2 separate regions of the Capra hircus genome follow, and region 1 is linked to region 2. Evidence: chromatin contacts called from public Hi-C data. All regions are on one chromosome and are shown on one strand. The core of a region is the stretch at or near the end of the contact, and the rest is flanking DNA. Distances in the headings are between cores, read along the strand shown. Region 1 has its middle 15 kb from the start of TBC1D23. Region 2 overlaps CMSS1 (protein CMSS1).

The links. Hi-C and Micro-C count contacts between places; a contact is called where the count stands out from the background.
Region 1: a Hi-C map of liver shows a contact between it and region 2, with 4 times the contacts expected there. The contact joins two enhancer-like sites. A contact is called at or near these places in 2 of 5 Hi-C or Micro-C datasets (blood and liver).

Annotation. Positions count from the first base shown.
Region 1 is chr1:44,337,568-44,342,492 of ARS1.2, forward strand. No RefSeq gene overlaps it. Among named protein-coding and RNA genes, the nearest start is that of TBC1D23, 15 kb to the right of the region's middle. Within about 2 kb of position 1,909, at least 2 of the 5 cell types and tissues checked have an H3K27ac peak or open chromatin away from gene starts, as enhancers often do.
Region 2 is chr1:43,893,865-43,899,158 of ARS1.2, forward strand. All of the region lies in intron 1 of CMSS1 (protein CMSS1), which reads left to right. Among named protein-coding and RNA genes, the nearest start is that of CMSS1, 16 kb to the left of the region's middle. Within about 2 kb of position 2,392, at least 1 of the 5 cell types and tissues checked has an H3K27ac peak or open chromatin away from gene starts, as enhancers often do.

The sequences.
Region 1 (4,925 bases), core at 659-3,158, 440 kb after region 2:
TGCTATACCCTTGGATTGGAGAAGGAAATGGCAACCCACTCCAGTATTCTTGCTTAGGAAATCTCATGGACAGAGGGAACCTGGCAGCCTGCAGTCGAGTTCAGTTCAGTTGCTCAGTCGTGTCCAACTCTTTAAGACCCCATGAGCCATAGCACACCAGGCCTCCCTGTCCATCACCATCTCCTGGAGCTCACCCAAACCCATGTCCATCAAGTCGGTGATGCCATCCAGCCATCTCATCCTCTGTCATCCCCTTCTCCTCCTGCCCTCAATCTTTCCCAGCATCAGGATCTTTTCCAATGAGTCAGCTCTTTGCATGAGGTGGCCCAAGTATTGGAGTTTCAGCTTTAACCTCAGTCCTTCCAGTGAACACCCGGGACTGATCTCCTTTAGGATGGACTGGTTGGATCTCCTGGCAGTCCAAGGGACTCTCAAGAGTCTTCTCCAACACCACAGTTGAAAAGCTTCAATTTTTCAGTGCTCAGCTTTCTTTATAGTCCAACTCTCACATCCATACACGACTACTGGAAAAACCATAGCCTTGACTAGATGGATCTTTGCTGCCAAAGTAGTCTCTGTTTTTTAATATGCTGTCTAGGTTGGTCATAACTTTCCTTCAAAGGAATACGCATCTTTTAATTTCATGGCTGCAGTCACCATCTGCAGTGATTTTGGGGCCCCCAAAAATAAAGTCAGCCACTGTTTCCACTGTTTCTCCATCTATTTGCCATGAAGCGATGGGACCGGATGTCATGATCTTCGTTTTCTGAATGTTGAGATTTAAGCCAACTTTTTCACTCTCCTCTTTCACTTTTATCGAGAGGCTCTTTAGTTCCTCTTCACTTTCGGCCATATGGGTGGTGTCATCTGCATATCTGAGGTTATTGATATTTCTCCCGGCAATCTTGATTCCAGCTTGTGCTTCCTCCAGCCCAGTGTTTCTCATGATGTACTCTGCATATAAGTTAAATAAGCAGGGTGATTATATACAGCCTTGACGCACTCCTTTTCCTATTTGGAAACAGTCTGTTGTTTCTCAGAGAAGGCAATGGCAACCCACTCCAGTACTCTTGCCTGGAGAATCCCAGGGACGGGGGAGCCTGGTGGGCTGCCGTCTATGGGGTCGCACAGAGTCGGACACGACTGAAGTGACTTAGCAGCAGCAGCAGCAGCAGCTGTTGTTTCTACAGTCCATGGGGTTGCAAAGAGTTGGACATGATTGAGCAACTAACACTTTCACTTTTATCCTTGCACACTACTACTCTGGTCCTTGAGTGAAGAAGCATCTGAAAGATGTTTTAGGTGACTTTTGTCAGTGAAGAAAGCATCACCTTTGAGATAATATCCTGATCATGAAGCTCAAGGCCTGAATTCAAGCTGAGCCAGACTGCATACTTGAAATGAACCTGGACCAGAATGAACATCTTGGAAACATGAGAACAAACCAGCTGTGGGGAGCAAGGCTTCAAACAAAAGCCACGTCTGGGTCACCGTGTCCAGTGGCGACTCGTTGCAGGGAAGAATCCCATTTGCTTGAAGCTCGGTGCTGGGACAGCGAGTCTCTTTCCTAGAAGTTACTCGTGTAGTGGCACATGACAGGGAGAACTTGGCAAGGTAATAGCACACGCTTTTATGTCACACAAGCATGTGTGTGTAGCTAAGCCATGGGGAATAGTTTTCTCTACAACATTTAAAGATTTGAGATGATGAAAAGGAGAGGAATATGAAATCTGAAGTACATTAGTAAAAAGTATCTGGTAAAACACAACAGACATTCACAGATTCAAAAAGTCTTGGTGAAACGAGGCCCAAGAAGTCCTCATAAAATGCATTGTTTCCCAAGCTGCGCTTCGCCTGTCCTTGGATCTTTTCAGGGGCAGGAGCTTGACAGCCCACATGGGCCAAGCGTTCCCCATCGGAGTTACATGAGTGCCACCTAGTGTCACTTGTTCATGCTGAAGGGGGTTTGGCTACGGTTTAACTGAGCTCATCCGAGGGAAGGAGGGAACGAAAGCCCTGAGTGAAGAGGTGATTTAAGAGGCCCACATCTATCTGTTCAGTGGCCGAGCCAGGACTAGGACTCAGGCCCTTCTTCAGGTAGGACAGCTGGTGATAACCTCTGGAGTTTGGGAGTCAGGAGTTCTGGGAGTCAGGAGTCCAGGGAGCTGGACTGTGCTAAAGAATATTCTTCAGCATAAACCATAAACCTTCAGCATAAAGCATAAACCTTCCAGGGCCTCAGGTGCCCCATGCATTAAACTCCTAAAAGCATACTTGCTTGTTCTGAAAGTCTTTGAGACACATGAGTGACAGAGAACAGAATCTGAAAGTTAGTATAGGTCCCCAGAAGCATTTAGTCTGCTTGTGCATGAACACCTGCCCTACTCCAGCTGTTCAAGTGATCAAGCTATTTCCTACAAGCAAGTGCTAGGGTCCAAAGTGATCAGCCTTGATTCAGGGTGATGCTTCAGCCATCACCCTTTATGATGTCTGCCTTCAGCTTCTACCTTTGTGAACGAAGCAACTCAGACACCATCTAAGAGACAAGGGCCACTGCAACCACCCAGGCTTTGATTTCCAGAAGTCAGATGTTCTGCAGTTCTCCAAATAGAGTTTCTGTTTCAAGATTAATTTTGGCCAATGGTACTTAATGCTGATTGCACATTAGCATCACCCAAGGAACGTTCAGAACACCCTTGTGCTTGGGTCTGATCCTAAATCAGCAGAGTCAGAATCCCTGAGGATATATTCCCACACTTTAAAAAACTCCTTGGGCTTCCTTGGTGGCTCAGATGGTACAGAATCTGCCTGCAATGCAAGAGACACGTGTTCAGTTCCTTGCTCAGGAAGATCTCCTGGAGAAGGGAATGGCTACCCACTCCAGAATTCTTGCCTGGAGAATTCCATGGACAGAGACAGTCCACAGGGTGGTAAAGAGTCAAACACGACTGAAAAAACACTTTCCCTTTCACTTCGGGTTAGTCCACTGCTCAGAAGACTGACAATCACAGTGATGGGCTGGGCTTTCACTGCATAAGAGAGTAGAACAGGTGTAAATAGGAAGATGGGAGACAGAGAAGGTCATCTCCACCCAGGTCTCAAACAGAAGTTAATATTGATGCGTGCTGAAGTGCTCAATAAACAACCACAGAAAGAACTTGTCCAAAGAGAAATTGTAAACGATGCTGCAGGAACTAACAATCTACTAACAATTTCTGGGTTCTCTTGCTGCCCTTCATAGGAAATATCTAAGAAGAACCACAAGTACATTTAAAAGTAGGAGAAGCAGGCAGAGTAAATAATGCGGATCTACTTTTACGTGGATTTTACTTTATTATCCAAAAAATAATGTGGATCTTTTGAAAGAAGAAGAAAAGTTTCAAAACATGAATACTATGAAAGGAAGGCAGTCTCTGCCTTCCTTCTCTTTTCCCATTTTAAATTTCTTGTTTTCCCATGCAAATCATGTGTGACGTATCCAAGAACTCATACAACAGAGGGGCCTGCTATTATAATCTGAAAGCCTGTCCTATCCTATCACTTCTCTGGGGGAAGTGGCAGCTTAGCTGGTATGTGAAGTAAGAGCAAGGTGTGTGCATGTTGGAAGCTCTGTGTGTTTGGGGCTTGGGGGTGTTTTCAAGGCAGAGACAGAATGTGCAGAGGCCATGTGTTGAAAGGCTTAGTCCAGGAACACAGAGGAGGCAAGTGTGAGGGGATGGGGAAGGTGCTAGGAGAGGAGGCTAGACGGGCACGGCCCTGTCCACTTGTTTGTGTACATACACCCCACATGCCTTGCGCACAGTCAGTTCACCTCATCTTTTCCTGCTTTGCTCTGACCTACTTTCACCTCACCTTTACTGACAGTGACTTAAGAAAGTCTGAAAGTGGTTTTCCTAACATTCCACACTCCTATTCTTATTACAAGCATCATGCATGGTTAGTGGAAGAAAGTCTAACAATTTATCGCTGTGGAAGGTCAATGCCCTCTCAAGTCACGCCCAGCCTAAATCGTCACAGTTAATAAGTCCACATATTCTCTCAGACCTTCCTAGGTGCATGTCCAACTACACAGCTCCCTGTTTTTTCGAAAAGTAGAATTGCAGTAGACACATCATTTTGCACCTTGCTTTCCCCCCACCCTTTTGTTTTACTTAAAAATAAATAAAATGATTTACACAATTCCTGGAGGATGGAGAAATGACTCGCTATTGGACCCAGCTTTTCAAGGGTAGGTAGAACCAGAACAGACACCAGTGAACTGTTCTGTTAGTGGTGGCTGTGGGGATTTTAAACGTGTTTTTTAAAAAAAAAATTTTTTTTTAGCTTTATTGAGGTATAATTGACAAGTAAAATGGAAAGATACGTAAAATGTACATGAAAAAGTAGTGTACGTGGTGATAATATGATATTATTCATTGATACATATTCATTGTGAGGGCTTCCCCTTGCGGCTCAAACGGTAAAGCATCTGCCTACAATGCAGGAGACCTGGGTTCGATCCCTGGGTTGGGAAGATCTTCTGGAGAAGGAAATGGCAACCCACTCCAGTACTCTTGCCTGGAAAAATCCCATGGATGGAGGAGCCCAGTAGGCTACAGTCCACGGGGTCGCAAAGAGTCGGACACGACTGAGTGACTTCATGTCATTCATTGTGAAAAGTTTCTTCCTGGGACTTCCCTCGTGGTTCAATGTTTAACCTCGCCTTCTTATACAGGGGGTGCAGGTTCGATCCGGGCTGGGAGCTAAGATCTCATATACTTCGAGGCCAAAAAACCAAAGCATACAAAGGAAACAATATTGACACAATAAATTCAATAAAGACTTTAAAAATGGTCCACATCATAAAAAGAAAAAAGATTCCTCATATCTAGTTTTTTAACATATCTACAACTTACAACTTGCTTTTTTTTAAACTTAATATATGA
Region 2 (5,294 bases), core at 1,142-3,641:
GTTCTCCCATTATAACCCACAGGGATGACGATGATGAAGACAACTTCCCCCATTTTGTTGCTCTGACTTGAAAAATAGAAATCTTTTAAAAATGCATTGTCATTTTCATCATAGATTTCAAATAGTGTTCTTACGGAAACCCTTTTTGTGTTGTTTTTTATTCTGTAGAAATCTGTTTACACATTTTTATTATACTGATAAAAGTACAGTAAAGTCCCATGGTCTCTTTATGTAAACATTCACTTATTTTAAGTGCCCCCTAACTATTAATAGCAACCACATTTAGGTTTTCAAATAAATACTACACAGACTTGGCTATAAAATATGAATCCTTCAATAAAATAATATGAGGAATATGCTTTCTTTTGGTACAGCCTTCTCTATGCCTAGGCACTAGGAGAGTTGTTAGGCTTTAGTGTTCTTACTGACATTTTTTTTTAATACTTAATCCTAAGCATGGCAACCCACTCCAGTATTCTTGCCTGCAGAATCCCCATGGACAGAGGAGCCTAGTGGGCTACAGTTCATGGGGTCACAAAGAATTGGACATGACTGAGAGACTAAGCACAGCACAGCAAGCATAGCAAATGAAATATTGATACTCTGATACCATTCTCCTGCCAGGAAATAATCACAAATGCAGGCAAGGCTCTTTGTTTTAACATTATTTATAACAATGAAAAATGGACATAGTTTAAGGCTGTAATAATCAGTATAGAGTAAATGAATTACACTGTAATCACATGAAAATATTATGCTGTCTTTAAATAATGATGCTCTTGAAGATATAGAAAACTGTTTACTGGAAATGTTAAAAGCAGGATTTAAAACTGTATACATGCTTTAACTGTGTATATTTGAGGAGAAAATACACCAGTGGGGAGATCAAACTAGCCAATCCTAAAGGAAATCAACCCTGAATATTCACTGGGAGGACTGATGGCTGAAGCTGAAGCTCCAGTACTTTGGCCACCTGATGCGAAGAGCCAACTCATTGGAAAAAGACACTGATGCTGGGAAAAATTGAGGGCAATAGGAGAAGGGGACGACACAGGATGAGATGGTTTGATGGCATCACAGACTCAATGGACATTAGTCTGAGCAAACTCCAGGAGATAGGGAAGGACAGGAAAGCCTGGCAAGCTTCGGTCCCTGGGGTCGCAAAGAGTGAGACACAACTTAGTGATTGAACAACAACAAATCAGTGGTTAACTCTGGTTAGTGGAGTTATAGTGTTTTCCATTTTTCTTATATCTTCTCTGTACACTACATTTTCTGTAATTAAGAAGTATATAGTTTAAAAAAAAACACACACTAAGTTATATTAAAGGATAAAAAGGAAATAAATACTGAAGAGATCAGGACAGTTCTGTGAACATCAACATATTGTGCAAACCATGAGTAAGTCGGCTGACCTTATAACCACAGCATTAATAATAGCCTCTACAAAATAGGTTTCAGTGATGTCCTTTACCTTTGTCAAGAATTAGATCGGTTGTCCTGTTTAGTGTACAAAAATCTGTGTTGGGATTCTACTTTAATTGTGGATTCTTGGGCCTTACCTCTGGAAACTGTAATTCATTTAAATGTCTATGGATACACCCAGGAATCTGCATTTTAAATAAACTCTCAAGGTGATTTATCTGATGCAGGGTGGTCAGCCTGACATACTTTGATAAACACTGCCATAGTTGAATCTCATTTAGATAATAAGCTTTAAGGTTTCTTTCTACCTAGAACTCTTGTCTGCTTGGGTGTGGGAGGTTTAGTACTGTAGAAGCTAGTGTTTCGTGGCCCAGTGGTCCTAGATGCTCATCAGAACCACCTGTGGGGCTTTTAAAGCACTGCAGATGCGCAGATCCCATCTCAAAATCTCCCGACTCAGATTGTCTAGGAATGTGGAATGAGCAGGTTAGTCAGAACTGAAATCTGTCCAATAAACTAATTGGTATTGAAGACAGTATTTATGGGTCTTGTTTCTGGTGAGCTATACTGATACATGTTTGTAAAGACAACATGGCTTGGAATAGTCATTGGTAGGGTCAGCTGCCTGAAAGTTACTGGGTTCCCATTGTTTCTACACCATTGATTCTGCAAGTTAATTTTGGTTTTCTTGATAACTCTTGATCTCACTTCATAGTTTTTACCTTTAGATGGCAGCAGAGGCTAGTTATATTATTAGGACAACTCTAAATTTCATTCCCAAATCTTAAAGAAAAAAGCTATGTTTTTTTTGTTTGTATGAATTTTATACTTGGACATGTTTCAGTAAATGAGGTAGAGAGCTTTAAAATGTGTCATCTCTTGGATCATTTTTATAGAACACTGTGTCAAATAGCTCCAAGAAAGCTTTATCCGAATTTGGAGAGCATATTGAAGGAGGAATCGATGCATATGGCTCTTTTAAGACCACACAGTGATTAAGAATTGGAGGTTCCTGGGTTTCATCAGAAAGCAGATGTCTTGGAGGAGATTAAGCAAGTTGGAAAGCTCATTCATAGAAGAAAAGTTTGTGGGTTTTTTTTTTTTTTTTTAATGTTTAACTCAGTTTAACATGGAGATTGGGGTTTGGAATGGATTACAAGTTTAAAAGATGCTGAGTTCAGTGAGGCAGAGGCCTCACTTATATTTAGGTAACAGTAGAAAGAAAAGGAGAATTCATTAAGTTCTTAAAATGTTAGCTTGTTTAGCCTGTAGGTTCTTAAAAGAAACCGAGCTATCTATATGATTATGATTACAGCAAGTCATTAGATAGCAGTGAGCCTTAATGACCAAAAGAAGTACTGAAAGGGAAAATGTTTTATTCAAAATCTCAGTTCTGCAATCCAATTTCTACTTGATCCTTGTCCTCCTTCACACTATACTGGAGGGCAAACACTGGAACAAAATTAGTTTCCTTGTATGAGGAAACTATCAGATCCTAGTTACACAGCTGGAATCAGAATGTTTCCTTTTCTCTAAATGAAATTAATTGTGTAAGTACTTTGAACTTTTTGGAGATGTATTGGCAACATATTGTGTAAGAAAGCTGTGTTCCCTCAGGAGTGTTCTTGACTCCAGGGACTGCAGGGCCCTCACTACACCTTTAACTCTAGAGGTTGAAAGGCTCAGGACTTCCAGAGACCTTGAGTGGTTTTCATCTGTGGTCACTGGGGTAGGCAAGGGAGGGGCGGAGTCAGGGCTGCCTGACTCGCTTAGGGACCCAGCTATGGAATGCTTTGGTCAAGGCCCTGGTGTTATCAGAATGACAGTGTTTTGTATTTTTGTTTTTATCTCTGTTTATGGGAAAGTACATAAGTAATGATGATGGATATGGTGATGAAAAGAAGGAAATGCTAAAATGAGAAAAAATGTCTTTGGAATATAATTGCCTTTTGTCTTTTGTATTGTTTGGTAAATCACTGCTAATTTTTTTTTTTTTTAAAGGAAACAGCAGATAATGAATCTGGCAGATAGCCCAGAATTTCATATGCTGCTTTGGCGTTTTTCTCTTGATTTTCTCAGAACTTCCTCATTATACAATAAAACTTTGTCACTAAAATTTTAGTTTTATATGGCAAACGGTCCTTCAAAAGGAAACTCTGTAGTTTCATTAGCTCATTCCCACTAATGTCTTGTGAGAGAACGTTTGGATTTAAATAGAACTGCAGTGCTGTGATTTATATTTAAGAGTTGTCCAGTTTCTGAGGTGAAGGCTAGAGGAAATTGATGCCTTCATTTTATAATGTAACATGGTTTGTGGTTGTACCTAGTCACCTCCCAATCTTTCTGTGGTAATTACACCATGGGTAGTCCAAGAATAAGCATTGAAGTACAGTTTTCAAAAATCCTTCCTAACCTAGTTACTTCCATTTTTGTGTTCAGACACATAGCATCCCATTTAGAAACAGAATGTTCAGATATACTAACCTTGAACTGTTTTGTTTATCCCCTTTCTTTTTATTCATCTGTCAGGTTTTTCAGCTCAGCTTTTTTCTTTTTCTTCTATTTTGGTACCCACTCCTGTCTTTCTCCTTCCCTTACATACACCCAAGTAACTTTTAAAAATCATTCTCCAGCTTATATTTTACAACAGCCCTGGGTTAGTGACTAGAGCACTGGGTGTGGAGCCGGGTAGACCTGGGTGGGTCTCGATTCTGGTTCTGGCACCACTATCTGTGTGCTCTTGACCAAGCCAGTCAGCCTGTGGCCGACCTTAGTTTCCTCATCTTGTAACCCTTAGGATTAGACTGCCTACTTGCAAGTTCCTTAGCGGGTAGAGATACTGTGTAGGAAAGTCCCTGGCGCATCCAAAGTGCTAGTTGTTACTAATGTCAACATTATTATCTTTACTTTTTTCTTTTCTTTTTTACTTGTACTTTTTCTTTCTTTTTGTTCTTCAGGTACTCATTTCTTGATCATAACGATAACTTGTCTTCTTTGGTTATTTTACATTTCTTGTTTTTCTGCTTTATCTCTTGCTCTCCCATCTCTCCAGTTAATTCTTGGAAACATATTGCTAAGCATAGCAGTTGCAGCAGCTGACCAGGTAGTGCCAGGTACTGAGCTGTGTTTCTAACCACCCCTGGCCCAGAAAACCTTCACACATCCTTTTCTGCCCTCATCCTACTTAGTCTATTCATTGTCTTTCTTTTTTAGAGTTTATTTGAAAACATATTCTGTCCTGTCTTTTAATTGTTCAAAAATGAAGCATTTATACCATCTATAAAGTCTTTTGACCCTGACATTCAGTGATTCTATGAAAACAACAAGTGCAAGTCAACTGTGGCCCCCAGGTGTGTTGTTAGACCTGTGCACTTTTGCTGAGCTCCTGTTACCAGCAATATTTAAGTCCTGGATAATGTAGTACAGTGGTTCTTAATGTTTATAAACCCAAGAATGAGCCAGGCAGCTTGTTAAGATGCACATTCTTGCACTGGATTTCACAGGTCTGGGGATGTGGAAATCTGTGGAGGTCTTGGTAATTCTGATAAATGCGATCATTTTGAGAAACATTAATATGAGAGTTTCAAAAAATAAATGACAGCTTATTCTTACTCAAGAGATTATAGGATTATAGTGTAAGAGGGGTGACAAAAGACTAGAATGAGGCAAAATTAAGTGCTATAATAAAAGTACAAACAGAAATGATTTGGAAACTCAGGAAAATCGAGAAAAATAAAGAATTTTCTGGAGGAATCGACACTTGAGGTAGGAGTAAGATTTCAGTAAAGGAACAAAGAGAGAAGAGCATTATTGTCCAAGGAACAGCATGAGCAAAGGCCTGGCGCTAGAAGGCCTGTGGTGTGTGAGGA